Regions from separate parts of the Sus scrofa genome. Here all the other regions are linked to region 2. A link is a contact called in public Hi-C data. All regions are on one chromosome and are shown on one strand. The core of a region is the stretch at or near the end of the contact, and the rest is flanking DNA. Distances in the headings are between cores, read along the strand shown. Region 1 holds the start of SLC10A3 (P3 protein). Region 2 overlaps ZNF185 (zinc finger protein 185). Region 3 holds the start of G6PD (glucose-6-phosphate 1-dehydrogenase).

The links. A called contact is a pair of places that touch in the nucleus more often than the background predicts.
Region 1: a contact with region 2 is called in a Hi-C map of alveolar macrophages, with 3 times the contacts expected there. The contact joins the promoter of SLC10A3 here to the enhancer-like site in region 2. A contact is called at or near these places in 1 of 5 promoter capture datasets (liver), 2 of 47 Hi-C or Micro-C datasets (alveolar macrophages and omental adipose tissue) and 1 of 2 datasets of contacts at active chromatin or transcription factors (skeletal muscle).
Region 3: a Hi-C map of retroperitoneal adipose tissue shows a contact between it and region 2, with 2.4 times the contacts expected there. The contact joins the promoter of G6PD here to the enhancer-like site in region 2. A contact is called at or near these places in 1 of 5 promoter capture datasets (liver), 6 of 47 Hi-C or Micro-C datasets (embryonic fibroblasts, mesenteric adipose tissue, omental adipose tissue and 3 more) and 2 of 2 datasets of contacts at active chromatin or transcription factors (alveolar macrophages and skeletal muscle).

What each region holds. Positions count from the first base shown.
Region 1 is chrX:125,011,657-125,016,060 of Sscrofa11.1, forward strand. SLC10A3 (P3 protein) reads right to left here and starts at 2,336. Exons shown (of 2, transcript XM_021080745.1): 1 at 2,292-2,336; 2 at 1-272. The coding sequence starts at 134. It overlaps FAM3A (protein FAM3A), which reads right to left. Exons shown (of 9, transcript XM_005674051.3): 9 at 4,329-4,404.
Region 2 is chrX:123,974,800-123,979,300 of Sscrofa11.1, forward strand. It overlaps ZNF185 (zinc finger protein 185), which reads left to right. Exons shown (of 22, transcript XM_021079960.1): 18 at 3,450-3,647. Among named protein-coding and RNA genes, the nearest start is that of PNMA5, 22 kb to the right of the region's middle. Within about 2 kb of position 2,807, at least 27 of the 83 cell types and tissues checked have an H3K27ac peak or open chromatin away from gene starts, as enhancers often do. A contact at or near this core is called in alveolar macrophages, embryonic fibroblasts, liver and 2 more, where this site is marked.
Region 3 is chrX:125,039,400-125,043,940 of Sscrofa11.1, forward strand. G6PD (glucose-6-phosphate 1-dehydrogenase) reads right to left here and starts at 1,641. Exons shown (of 13, transcript XM_021080744.1): 1 at 1,177-1,641; 2 at 224-351. The coding sequence starts at 1,288. It also overlaps a transcript of IKBKG not described here.

The DNA of each region.
Region 1 (4,404 bases), core at 1,086-3,585, 1.0 Mb after region 2:
GTTCCCTGGGCCCCCCACGGCAGGCTGGCGAGCAGCAGGGCAGCCCCGAGCACGCCTGCGGGGCCCGTGTGACCACCGCCCCCTCCCGGGCCAGGCCACCACAGGGGGCTGCCCCTGCCCCTCCTAGACACCATGGCTCCTCTGGAAGGAGAGTGAGCCCAGGCCCCCGGTGGCTCAGGAGCGCGGCCCCGCTGGTGCTGGCAGGTGGTCCTGGGCAGGGTCCATGGGCGAGGCCTGGCCCTGTGCCGCCTTTCTGGATGGTAGAGCTCTACCTGTGGACAGAAGGGATAGGGAGGTGGCTGGTGAGGGCCAGCCGCTGTTGGCCCGGCAGCATGGGCATCTGGAAGCCCACTGCTGGGAGGCTCAGCAGGGCCCCTGCCGCGAGCTCGGGAGGGGGAGGGAGCACCTAGTGCCACTGGCTGTCCCCTCCCCGGTCACGACTGCCTCCAGCGCCCCATCCCGCCCCCAGGGGGCCTGCCTACAGGTAAGCGTTCCCGTTCAGCTGCTGCTGTGTGCTGCCTTCCCTGGGTTTGCCCAGCAGTGACCATTCAGAGATGCCCTGATACCAAGGGAAATGGGAGAGCCAGCCCCAATCCTGCCACCATTAGCCTGTTCTCCATCTGCCTGACGACGCAGCTGTGGCACAGCAGTACCACAACCGGGGTGACATCTCAGCAAGACTGCCCTGGGCTGACAGACAGGCCTGATGGGAGGGAGTTAGGGCGTCTGAGCGTCATCTTCCAGGCAGAGAGCAGCAGGCGGGGTGGTGTGGGCAGTGGGACGGTGCCCACCAGCGACACGTGGTCGTGAATGGCGCTGCCACACTTGGCTCTCTGGCCTATGCCACCTGCTGAGACTGGAGATGGGGAGGTTCCCCGAGGGCGCGAGTCCCCTCTCCTCAGGGAAGCTGCTGGAAGGGGCAACAGGAAGGGATCGATCGGCTAGGGCCACAGGTCCACCGAGAAGTTTCCTCCTTCTGCCAGAGCTCCCGCTCCCCGGGCAGTCCCAGAGCCGCTGTGCCACATCTGAGAGCCTCTGCTCAGGGTCCGGGGACCCCTCCTCACGCCCATTTGTGCCCCTACCCGTGCCTGGAACTCCCCGTGAGACCCCAAGTGTTTCTAGTGCCTCGGGGCAAGGAGGAGCCTCGTCTCCTTTCACTTCGCAATGTGGGCAGCCAGCACCCTATTGTCACATCACCTGCAGGAACTGGGGCAACCAGGATGAGGACACAGTGATTTTTCATCACAAGTGTTGACTGACTCATGCCCTGTGCCCTCCTGGTCTTGGGAGAGGCCCCTGCTGCTCTAGATCCTACCCGGGCTGGGCCCCGGCCGCACCCCTCAGCCGCGACTGGGCAGCAGGGAAGTAGGTGGTGGAGGGCCGCTCGAGCAAAAGGCTCATCCCTGAGGAAGTCCCCGTCTACCACCCTGGGAGGCCATGGCCTCGCCCGGTTTGGAGTCTGGGTCACTTACCCTGGAGGCCTTGATCCAGCCTTGCGACCCACCGCCGCAGAGGGAGGCGCGAGAACCACAGGGAGTAGGAGAAGTAAAGTGGAGGGAGTCACGGGAAAAGACGAAGGCGCCCGGGGCTGAGGCGCCGGGCGGGTGGGAACAAGTGCAGAAGGGAGAGGAGACTAAGGGCCATCCACCCTGTCCTTCCAGTACGGCTGGCCGTTTTGAGTCACTGAGTCACTGCGTGAAGGGTCTGGCCCAGATCCCCAACGTTTCTGCTTGAGGCGCTGGAGAGTCTGAGGAGATGCACCCCAAGGCAGGGGAGAGAACCCCAGGCCGGCCGCTTTTTCTACACGGGCCGAGTGTTCGGTGGCAGGGCAGCTGGCAGTGCGCAGCCGGGGCTCCTCCCTACCTGGGAGTCCAGAAGTTTTCCGGGCGCGATCAGGGCTCAGGCAAGAACCGAGGAGGGAGCGAGGGAGGAGCACGCTGCCGCCCCGAAGCCGGCAGGCCGGCGACCCGCCCGGCCGGTCCCGGGGTCCCTCAAGCCACTCCCAAGCCCCGCGGCCACGCCAGGCCTCACGGACGCGCGGCGGTGGCCCTTCCCCGCGGGGCCCGGCCGCCCGAGCGGGCGAACACGGAGCCCGGCCGGGAGCAGAATCCGCCTTCCGCCCGCCCTTCCCGGCCCGAGGCTCTCACCTGCCTCCGCGGCCGCGAAGCTCGGCCCCGGCGCCTGCCGGGCCGGCGGACGCCCGCGAGCTCGGCCCTCTGGGGCCCCGCCCCCAGCCCGACGAAGCCCCGCCCCGCGCGCCCGCCCCGCCTACCCCGCGGCGGCCCCCTCACCTCCCGAAGCCGGGGCGGGTCCCGACCGGATGTGACGTATCTGGAAGCGACGGGGTTGCGTGCGCGCGCCGGCCCAGCCATCTTCCGGGGCGCGGTTGGTGGGAACTGGGCGTGGTCTCATGTGGCAGCCGAGCCTCGGGTCTCAGTCGTCTGTGGTCGCCGCCGGGGCGACTCGCTTTGGGTGGGCACCCCAGTCATTCCCAAACACGCTGCGACCTCTGGGGGCGGTGGGGCATGGGTTTAGCCGTTAGCCGGGCTGGGATGCCCGGGGGCTGTTGCTGGTGGCAGGAGCCTGGGTTCAGGGTTTCGCCCCAATTCCTGCTCTGGGCACCCAGCCCTGTGGCCCGAGGGCTGGGTCCATCCGACCTGGACTCCGGAACCCAAGCTCGGCCTGGTTCCACCTTCCTTCGTTGAAGCATTGACCGAGTGCCTATTCCACGCTGTGTCAAAACTATTTGGGGCCACCAAGAAGGTCTGGAGGCTTCACGGAAAAGGCTGTAAACAGATGGTGTGAGGAAGGACACAAAGGCAGTGAGGGTGTAGAACATGGCTGCGAGAAGAGAGTAAGCAAGTGTAGAATCGAAGGGGATTTGCATGTTTCCAAAGGCTGCTGGGCAACTGCAGTCACTCAGGCGGCGGGACAGTGGCCACCCACTGCTCTGGAAGAACCTCTTGTCTGGGCTGTGATGGAGGCCAGTGGTGCCCAAAGTTGCAAGTACTTACACCCAGGAGGTGCCTAAAGCACAAAGTTGAGAATGTCCAAAAAGACCCCAGAGCACCTTTATTTTATGTAATTTTCAAATAATAATTCATAATGTAAATAAAAACATTTCATACACACACACACACACATATTTTTTTTGCTGCACCTGAGGCATGCAGATATCCCGGGCCAAGGATCAAATCCACACCACAATGACAATGCCGAATCAACAGGCCACTAAGGAACTCCAAAAACATATTTTAAATTTTGACTTATTTAAATGCATTTTAGGAGTTCCCGTCATGGCTCAGCGGAAACAAATCTGACTAGTATCCATGAGGATGTGGGTTCGATCCCTGGCCTCCCTCAGTGGGTTAAGGATCCGGTGTTGCTGTGGCTGTGGTGTAGGCCAGCAGCTATAGCTCTGATTCCACGATGGGAACTCCTGGGAACTGTACTTTCTGCTCAACTTTGCTGTGATCCTAAAAAACAAAGTCTATTAGCCAATGAAGATACATAAAGCTTTTGGTTCAGGGTCATGGGTTTCAGCTTCTCAGATCACCGACTCCCAGGCAATAACCTGGGCCCTCCTCACGTCTGCTTCCTGGCCCTCTGGGCTCACGGTATCAGTGGCACGGCCTTTGCTCCTGGGCTGTCCCGCCCCCCCCTTCTGCCCCCTCCTCACATACTGTCATTTCTTGATGCTCTGTTCGCGCTCTGGCAGTACTTAACCCCTGGAGGAGGGACTCGTAAACCCATCACCCCTACCATGGCCCGAGCTGCCTGGCAGTGTGCCAGCCCCCCCCCCCCATCTAGGAAGTCCGAACCACCAAGTCTCCGTCATCTGACCCTAGACCATGTCTGCGCTCCCATGTGCTTTTCCAGCAAACCCTTCAGTTTCTGGCTGCTTCTCACCCAACGCAGGGAAACATAACTGTCATTTGCGAGAACGGCCAAGCAGCGCATGTGACCGGCCCGGACTTCAAAGGCATCTGCATTTGAGTGCTGGGGGGACGCACTTGCTGTTGAGGGAGGCACCTGGGCCGCTTCTAACCCCTGGCCCATCTGTGCAGGCCTGAGCTGTATCCAAGGGGCTCAGTGAGTTTCCCACAGCCCCAAAGGTCAAGACCAGCTTTCCCGAGCAAGACTACAGGGTGCCAGCCTGGGAGCCCCCTGCCCACCGCCCAAGTCACATCTCAGCCTCGGAGGGGCCGGTGGGTGGCAGGGCTGGACACAAAGGTGGCCTGCGAAGGGTGTGGGGGCGGGTCGGCTGGGCTTCTGGGACATGTCCCACCCCATGGCACCACCACCGACTCCCCACTGAATGCACTTCATTCCACTGGAGCCACCAGTTTATTGAGAGGTCGTCTAGAAAGCAGGCCCTCGGACAAACTGCAGGAGCTGCCACCC
Region 2 (4,501 bases), core at 1,557-4,056:
TAAGGGAATCTCCTGTGCTTAGAGAGTTGACAGTAAGGAGAACTGTTTGGTTTGATGTGGCTGTAGTTTATGGACAGAAGGCGGTGGAGGAGTTGATGTTGGGCAGATGGTGTCCAGACAGGGGTTAACCTAGCAGGCCTGAGACTGCTCTCCTTATTAAGGCCTGCTTGCAAGCTGGGCCCTTGGCTGGTCTCTTGGAACTTGAAAGAGTGAACAGTTCTCTACAGAGATAGGAACCTCCCCCTAAATGATTCATGACGAGGCTGATGGCCTAGATTACTTGTACAAATGATGTGTTTTATGGTGAATCTCTGCTTGTCTTCTGGGATTTGGGAATTTGGGTACATTTTAGGCAGAAAGCACTTACCTGACCAGCTTCTAATAAAAACCTTGGGCTATGGATGAAAACACTGCACTTTCCTTTTGCTGATTTTGCTTGCTATCCTTTTATGGTAATAAATCTTAACCAGAGGAGGACTATGTGCTGAGTCCTGGGAGTTCTAGCAAATCACTGAACCTGAGGGTGCTCTCAGAGACACCAACACACCACACACTGTATCAGTGTAATAAAGGACAAAAACTACATTATCACAAGCATAGATGGGCAGGGTCAGACCCTTATGCCATAATAAGGACTTGGACTTTCTCCTGAGGATAAAGAGGAGGTAAGGAAATTTGTTTTTATTTTATTTTTTTTATTTTATTTTATTTTATTTTATTTTTGCCATTTCTTGGTCCACTCCCGCGGCATATGGAGGTTCCCAGGCTAGGGGTGGGATCAGAGCTGTAGCCACAGGCCTACACCAGAGCCACAGCAACGCAGGATCCAAGCCGCGTCTGCAACCTACACCACAGCTCGCGGCAACGCCGGATCGTTAACCCACTGAGCAAGGGCAGGGACCGAACCCGCAACCTCATGGTTCCCAGTCGGATTCGTTAACCACTGCGCCACGATGGGAACTCCTGTTTTTAAATTTTAAAATACGTATAACATAAAAATTACCATCCTAACCATTTTTAAGTGTGCACTTTAGTGGCATTAAGTATGTTCACAGTGTTGTGCAACCAATCTCCAGAACTGTTTCTACCTTGCGAAAGCCGAACCCTGTCCACATGAAACAACAACTTCATATAAGTGGAACCGTGCAGTATTTGTCTTTTTGTAACTGGCATCTTTCGATTAGCATAATATCTTGATGGTTCATCCATGTTGTAACATGCACCAGAATTTTATTCTTTTTTAAGATTGAATAATATTTCATAATCTGGACATACTACATTGTGTTTATCCATTTATCCATCAGTGGACATTGCCACAGCCACAGCCTCGCCAGAGCTGAGCTGCATCTGCAACCTACACCAAAGCTCACAGCAATACTGGATCCTTAACTCACTGAGAAAGGCTAGGGATTTAACCTGCATCCTCATGGATACTAGTCTGGTTTGTTACCACTGAGCCACAATGGGAAATATTGGAAAAGTTTTAAGCAGTGCATTGATATGGTCAGATTTGTACTTTAGAGTTCTCTCTGTGATGGTGATGAAAAGAATGGACTGGAAGTGGGCAGGGTGCAGGTAGGGAGAAGAGCTAGGAAGTATACCAGTCCTCCAGATAAGAAGTGATTTTATGTCTAAGTCCGTTGAAGTAGAGGATAAGGGATTTTTTAAGTTAAGTTGGTAATCCTATCCTGAGGTAAAAAATTTTACACATACATAATATACATCTGTACATAAACATGGAGACAGACTTGAACAGAGATCTTAGGGTTTAATTCTAAATCTTCAGCCATGAGTCAGGTATAAACACAAATACAAAACTCATTGGTTTATATAAAATTGGTGCTCCTCTTTGCCACACTTTATATTTTTATCAGAATTGTGTTTCTGGCAGATGGGACCAGTTGCGGTTACCTGGTCAACATGAAGCCTACGCTTTCTACTGTACAATTTTTTTTTTTGCCCTGATATATAATCTTATGGTGATTGTAGACTAAATTTTGGGTGAGGCACGAAGCAGAAACCAAACAGCCAATTGGGGTGTCTCCAAAGCTCATCTACCTGGAGGCAGATATTGGTCCTAGACACTAGGGACAGAGAGGTCCTTCAGCACAGATATTTTGGGATATTGCTAAGCAATATATTAGCTTCCGTGGAGAGTTGACAGGGAGAAAGGAATGAAGAAATGAGAAGAGCTAGTGCACACAGCTTGGCTTGTTGCCCGAGCTTGCCTGTTGCAGGGGGAAGAGAAGCTTCAGGATGGGGGATGGGGTGTTTGAAGTTTGAAAAGACTTTTTTTTTTTTTTTTTTTTTTTTTTTTTTTTTTTTGCTTTAAACGGGTCCCTTAAGTGATGAGCCCTGGCTTCCGCTGCTACTCCATTTCCCTCGGAAGACTTAGTGATAGGAAGTGTAGCGGTAGCTATGCCATGAGATTGAGCTGCGCGAATGGCGGCTGGGGGGCGGGTAGGTTGTCAAAAGTACATCCTGAGTGCTTTTTATGAACTGCAAAGGACCCTCACCCTAGACTTTTCTTCTGTTTTCAAAAAAGAATGAAAGTGCTATGCCTCGTAAGGTCAACTACTTCGCAATAAAAAAGACTGCAATAAACAAAGCAGCCACAGCAATACTTCTGCGCCTGTGCGTGGGTGCCCAGGACTCACGTGCGCTTGCGTCCCACACGAGTGCGGCTGCGCGGGCCGCCATTTCCCGCAGCGGCGAGCTCGGGTCGCAATGACCGCTGGGAAATGGGACGGTCAATAAAGAAAATGGCTGCTGTGAGCAAATTAGGCTTAGGCAGAGCTTATTCTCGGCCTGGCCCGTGCAGGCCAGCAGATGGCGCGCGAGGATCACAAATGGGTTGGGCAGCCCTAGCCTGGCTTGGTCAGGAGTCCGGGTTTTCAAGGCCTTTCCCCCCTCCCCCCCCGCGCCTTGTAGGGTCAACAGCCCGATTGAGAATGTCGGAAGCCGAACATTCTCCTCCGCTTCAGGCGGTCCCCACCCAGTCCGCCAAGGAAGCTGGGGTAAGAGACCCTTTCCCAGAGAGCTGGGCTCCTGCTGGGCTTTCGTGCAGGACCCCTCTGAGCACTGTGGCCTGGGGAACAGACAGGGTGGCTTGGTACTTTTTAGGGAGGACAGATGAACTGCGCCTTGGAAGGTTAGAAGAAAGGAGATATGGCAGCAGGACGCAGGGGAAGGACATGTCACTGTTTCAGTCGAGGAGAAGATTGTGTTAAAACCTCCTGGAAGTCATTATGTGTTCTTGTCGGTACTGCTGACAAGGAGAGGAACTGTCCCACAGGTGGGGGCCGTAGTGGACTCCTCTTTGGCAACCCCTCCCACCTCATCTGGGAGAGGAACCTGCCAAGGCCTCGGAAGCAGGTATCAGTTTGCAGTAGGTGAGCCAGGGCTGGTCCCACGGCACTCGCTCCATAAGGGTGCTGGTTCTTCCACAGCGACTTGGCTGGTTGTGAGAAGAACGTGGTCACCAAGGAGGGAGAGGAGGCCTGGCAAGGGAGGCCCGGAGCCCTAAGAGATGGCCAGGGAAACCCAGCTGTGCCCACCCAGCAGCCTGCAGATCCCAGCACCCCAGAGCAGCAGAGCAGCTCCAGAAAACCTGAGCAGCTCCTGGAAGTGGACAGCCAGGCCAACAGGTAAGCGCTATGCTGGGCGTTTTTTCAGGGGTTGCAACCCAGAACAAATCTTAACATACTGAGCATGCCAGTTACCTTATGTAGTTGTGACTGACTAGCGACCAGTTGAAGCTGACCGGCAATGAGTACCCCAGAAGTAGATGTCTTTGAGCATCACTTTGGTGCCACAGCATCAAATATGTTAGACCAAGTCTGGCATAGAGAAGGTGCCCAGAGAACTATGAGTTAGAACTGAGACGGTCAGCTCATACCTTGTATTGCTATCATTCTGATATATCTGCTGCCTCTTCATTGTTGATATGCTCACATGGTTGTGGAAAGGTCTTCTGCTGGGGAGGGAACAGTTCACTTGAGACCTAAAGCACAAGGAGGAGCTGGCCGGGCAAAGAATATGGGAAGAGCCAAGGAAGCAGCATGTCTGGAGCCCCATCATCCACAACATTTCACCTCCCGCCTGGAATGTATTTTTACCTTGTTCCCTCAGCTCTGCTGTCCACTTGGCTCCTGTGCTGGGTGTGGATCAGGGGATGCTCAGTAGTCACTTCTCTTCTCCCTTTCTGGTGCCCCCATCTGTCTTTCAGGTTTCTGTGGGGCCTCGCATCCCAGCCACTACACCTCCTCCAGTCTCCATGGCACATTCCGGTGTCCTAGAGTGATATAGGAATAGGCCAGGGTGACTGGGCACATTGGTAGGGTATCTCACCCAACCTAGGGTGAGAGGGCAGCTACTCTGAAAGGGCTTCACACATGAGAGAGTGGTGACATGTCCAAGGGTACGAGAGAGGCCACGTACTTGTGACAGACTGCGAAGATGAGGCGGGGCAGTTGGGCAGGTGCACTTGATTCTCTGGCCA
Region 3 (4,541 bases), core at 391-2,890, 1.1 Mb after region 2:
AATGGCTGCACACAGACTTCAGCAAGGCCTTGCAATACGCCTACACCAGGGGGTGCTGGGGTGATAGTGGCGCAAGAGCAGGAGGGAGAGCCCAGCCAAGCAGAGCTGGAGAGGCCCTATAACAAGCAGGTGGGCGAGCCCAGGCACGGAGAGGGAAGGGACCTAAGCCATGTCCTGCTCTAAGTCTGCTGCATTTAAGATGTGGGGCCTGGGGGAGACTCACCGATGCTCCCATGATGATAAAGATATGTGTATCCGACTGATGGAAAGCATCGCCCTGGTACAGCTCTTCCCGCAGGATCCCGCACACTTGGGTCCGGCTCAGAGCCACCTGCTCTGCCATGGTACTCTCTGGAGGAAAAAAAACTTATTGATGAGGCAGGAGAACCGGAAAGCACTGAGAAGCTGGCTGGCCCCTTTCTGGAGGAGTCCTTTGGGCTCTCGTCCAGCTGATGCCTGATTACTGAAACCACTTGGTGGGAATGGCTGCGAGCAGGATGGTTGGGGGATGAGAAACTGCTGGCTCTGGTCATACTCTCCAGACAGCCTTCTTTCAGCGTGTACATTACAACATTACTCTAAGCATTAGTGGACTCCAACGAGGGCCTCAGCTCTGGGGGAGTAACACCAAGCTGGAACATCGGACCACCTGCTAAGGCCATCTCACCAAGGATTCAGGCGGAAGCTCCTCAATGAGCTGGAGCAAGTTAGATCAAGCAGCTGACAGTGTAGATCTAGTCCTCCTCCACCACCGCTGGGAGACCCCGGCCAATCCCCGCCCCTCTCGGGGTCCCCTCAGGGGCCCAATGGGGGTATGCAGGGGACGGTTAGATCAGTTAACACCCTCTCGATTTTGCCCCCTTCCCAAGCGTGGCAAATCAAAGCGTTCGCCCACTCAGTTACCTGTGCTTCACCGCTGCTGCCCTTCGCGCTCGCAGCCCCGGAGTTCCCGGCAGTTTCCTGGGGCTGCGCCCCGCCTGCCCATTTAACTGGCGGGGGCGGGCACCTGGTCTGAGCTGACCAGCCTCAGGCGAGGCGCGCGGGCGGGGCCTCCGTGTGCCCCTCCCCCGAGAGGCGGGGCGAGGCAGGTGCGCGCGCATCTCGGGCCGGTGGGACCCCCCCCCCCCCGCTCCCGCGCGAGGCCTGCCGGCCTGACCCGCTCCGCCCCTTGAGCACCTGCGCCGGCCGCCGGGCTGCGGGCCCCCTGCTGTCCTCGCCGCCGCTGCGCCGTGTCCCCGATGCTTCGCGAGTCCGTGTGCAGCTCCCCACAGCTCGCCCGCGTTCCCATCCCTGGCCTGGCCCCGCCCCTACAGTCTGGCTTTCTCGTCAGCCCGGGGTTGTCCTGCGCCCTCAAGAAGGGCTCCACTTCCGCCGGCAGCGTGGTCACGCCCCTCGACCCCACTTGTAGGCGGGGCCCTCTTTAGCCTCGCCCCCTCACTGGACGGGTCGTCGACTCCGATCAAACTGGCCCTATCACATGATAGCCTCGTCGTGGCTCCTCCCCTAGTGGGGGCGGGGCAGCCGACCTGCCGCTCGCTGGATGCCGCCGCCGGAGAGACAAGGGGAAATGCGGGTCGCGACGCATATTATTGAAGAGTGTCCTACGGGCCAGCCGAGCCTGGTACGCTCGGGCTTCCGTCTGGGGACAAGTCTCCCTCGCGCCTCTCGCGGGCCTGCTGGGGGCGGGGTGGGGGCGGAGTGTGAGTGTTTTACTTCCGGATCCCACAGCTACGACACCGGAAGCAGGAAATGGGAATTTGGCAGCCCGAGAAGGGAAGGGCGACCGCGGAACCCGAACTTTCTCCGAGCGCCGGGGTCCGAGGAGCGCTCGGGACCCGCCGCTCCCGCCCTTCTCACGTCGGACCGACTCTGCTGACAGGTGTGGTCCTCTTCTCCGAAGATAGGGTACTATTGGTGGGCGTTCCGCCACCTCCGAGACCCCCCCTGGACGACCAGGCTTTCCCCTCCTATTGGGCCCCGGCCCGGTTCTGCCGCCCGCTTCTAGATCACCCGCCGAGGCTGGCCAATTCAGGACCCAGGTTACTCTGGCGACGAGCGGGGCAGTTTTCGCCTCTCCTTCCTCTGCCGCGGCGGAGTCTGACCACACCCCTAGTTCGTGGATGACTATTCTACTTCGGAGACATTTTCTGTTCATCGAACTTGACTACATTTGAAGTTGTTAAGTTCTTTAAAAAAGCCTCAAGGGTAATTTGACAGCTAAGCATCTTTCCTCATGCGCTTCATTTTGCTCACTTTGCACAACGGTTAATGTCTGCCGGACCTCATATCAGTTCTGTGACTTGAGGATGAATGGGCCATAAGGAGGCCACTATACCTGGAATAGAGTGAGCGAGGGGGGAATAGTTAGAGAGGAAGCAATGGGGGACCAGATAGTGCACGGCCTACTATCTTGTTGTACGGGTTGTGGCTTTTTGGCGGAGGGCCATGAGGAACTATGGTAGGGATCTGGATAGAGGAGAGACGTGGTAGGAATTACCTTTTGGTCTGATTGTTCTGGCGCGGTGGGTAGAACAGACTGTACGTAGGGGGCAAGGGTTGGAGCAAGGTGATCTGCTAGGAGGTTATTGCAGTTATCCAGGTGAGAGATGATGGGGCTCGGATCGTTTTATTGTGAAAAATACCAAAGATGTGCAAAAGTAGAAAGGATAGTATAAACCCAAGGTACCCACCTCCCAGCGTCAACAGTTATCAACCTGTTGCTACCTTTGCTTAATTTATACCCCTCATAATCTCTTATTTTCAAAAATAGCTTTATTGACATATAATTCACATACCACACAATTCACCCATTGAAAGTGAACAATTCACTGCTTTTCAGTATATTCACACACCTGCACAACCATCACCATTCATTCTCGAACATTTTCATCAACCCATCACCTTATCTACTTCAGTTCTAAGCATCTATTAGTCTTTCCATCTCTCTATGTTTGCCTATTCTGGATAGTTCACATAAATGGACTCATAATATGTGGTTTCTTGTGAGCTGTTTCTCTGTGTTGCTCAGTGTTTTTTTTTTTTTTTTTTTTTTTTTTTTTTTTTTTGTCTTTTTGCCATTTCTTGGACCGCTCCCGGGCATATGGAGGTTCCCAGGCTAGGGGTCCAATCAGAGCTGTAGCCGCCGGCCTACACCAGAGCCACAGCAATGTGGGATCTGAGCCGTGTCTGCAACCTACACCACAGCTCAGGGCAACGCCGGATCGTTAACCCACTGAGCAAGGGCAGGGATCGAACCCGCAACCTCATGGTTCCTAGTCGGATTCGTTAACCACTGCGCCACTCCTGCTCAATATTATTAACATGGTAGGGTAGGAATGTACTAGATTGTGTTTATTCATCAGTCGATGGACATGTAGGTCATTTCCACCCTTTGGCCGCTAAGAGCAGTCTCACGTGGACCTGTGTTTTCATTTTTCTCAGGTACATACCGAGCAGGTCCCCCATTACCTTGAACCAAATTCCAGGCACCTTATAATTTCGCTGTAAATGTTTCAGGATGCATCTCTAAGAATGGACTTTGAAAGAAACAACCACAGTACCAAGTATCACACCTAAAATAAGTTAACATTAATTGCTTAGTGTCCTCAAATAGATTCTAAGATACCTTTTGACGGGATTTCCCAATGGATTAGACGTGAGCCCTGAGGGCCAGAGAGGACTCAAGAAGGACTCCCAGGTTGTGTCCTGCTGACCGGAGGGTGGACGTGCTGTCACCTAATAATAAGGGAGGCTGTGGGTGGAGCCGGCTTCTGGGGACTGTGAGCAGTGCAGTTCTGGAGAGGTGAGTTTTGAGAGGAGGATTAGATGTCCAGCCTGAGATGCTGAGTTTGATGCATGGGGGTTAAAGCTGGGAGTCTGGATGGAATTAGCGCTGGAGTAGCTGTAGTTAGAGAAAAGATGAGATCCCAGAAAGGAGCCCCGGAGCATCACAGCATGAAAAGTGTGGCGAGGATGGTCCACGGAAAGAGCCAGAGCAGGAGCAGCCAGTGAAGTGGTGGCTGTTCTGGACTCAGGGCTCAGCGGTTGGTCAGATAGTGCTGGTGGGTCAGGGGGTTATTCAGAGAAGTATCAGTGTAACAGCGAAACGTCCCAGCTTGTTTGGTGTTAAACGTCTCTAGCTGCAGCTCAGGCTCTCTCCTGGAAGCTTCTTTTGGGATCGGCTTCCTCCTCCATGTAGTCGGTTTTCTTGGGCAGGATTTAAAAGGGCTCCGGGCGGGTGCTGTCCCGCAGAGCGCCCCCCTGCCCCCGCCTCTAGTTCACAGGACGATGCACACAGCTCAGCCTGACTCTCGGCCCTGCCACCTTAGGCTGCAAGCCCAGCTCCCGCTTTCGGGTGCTCAGCTCCAGGGAATGCCCACCAGGTTCTGAGTGGTCTCTGTGAAGCCCTTCTCACTAGGTACATTGATTTCCTAGGCTGCCGTGAGAGAGTCCAAGGCAGATGGCTTAAGACAACAGCATTTGTCCTCTCTCCGTTCTGGAAACCAGGAGCCTGAAGTCAGGGCGTGGCAGGGCCCTGTTCC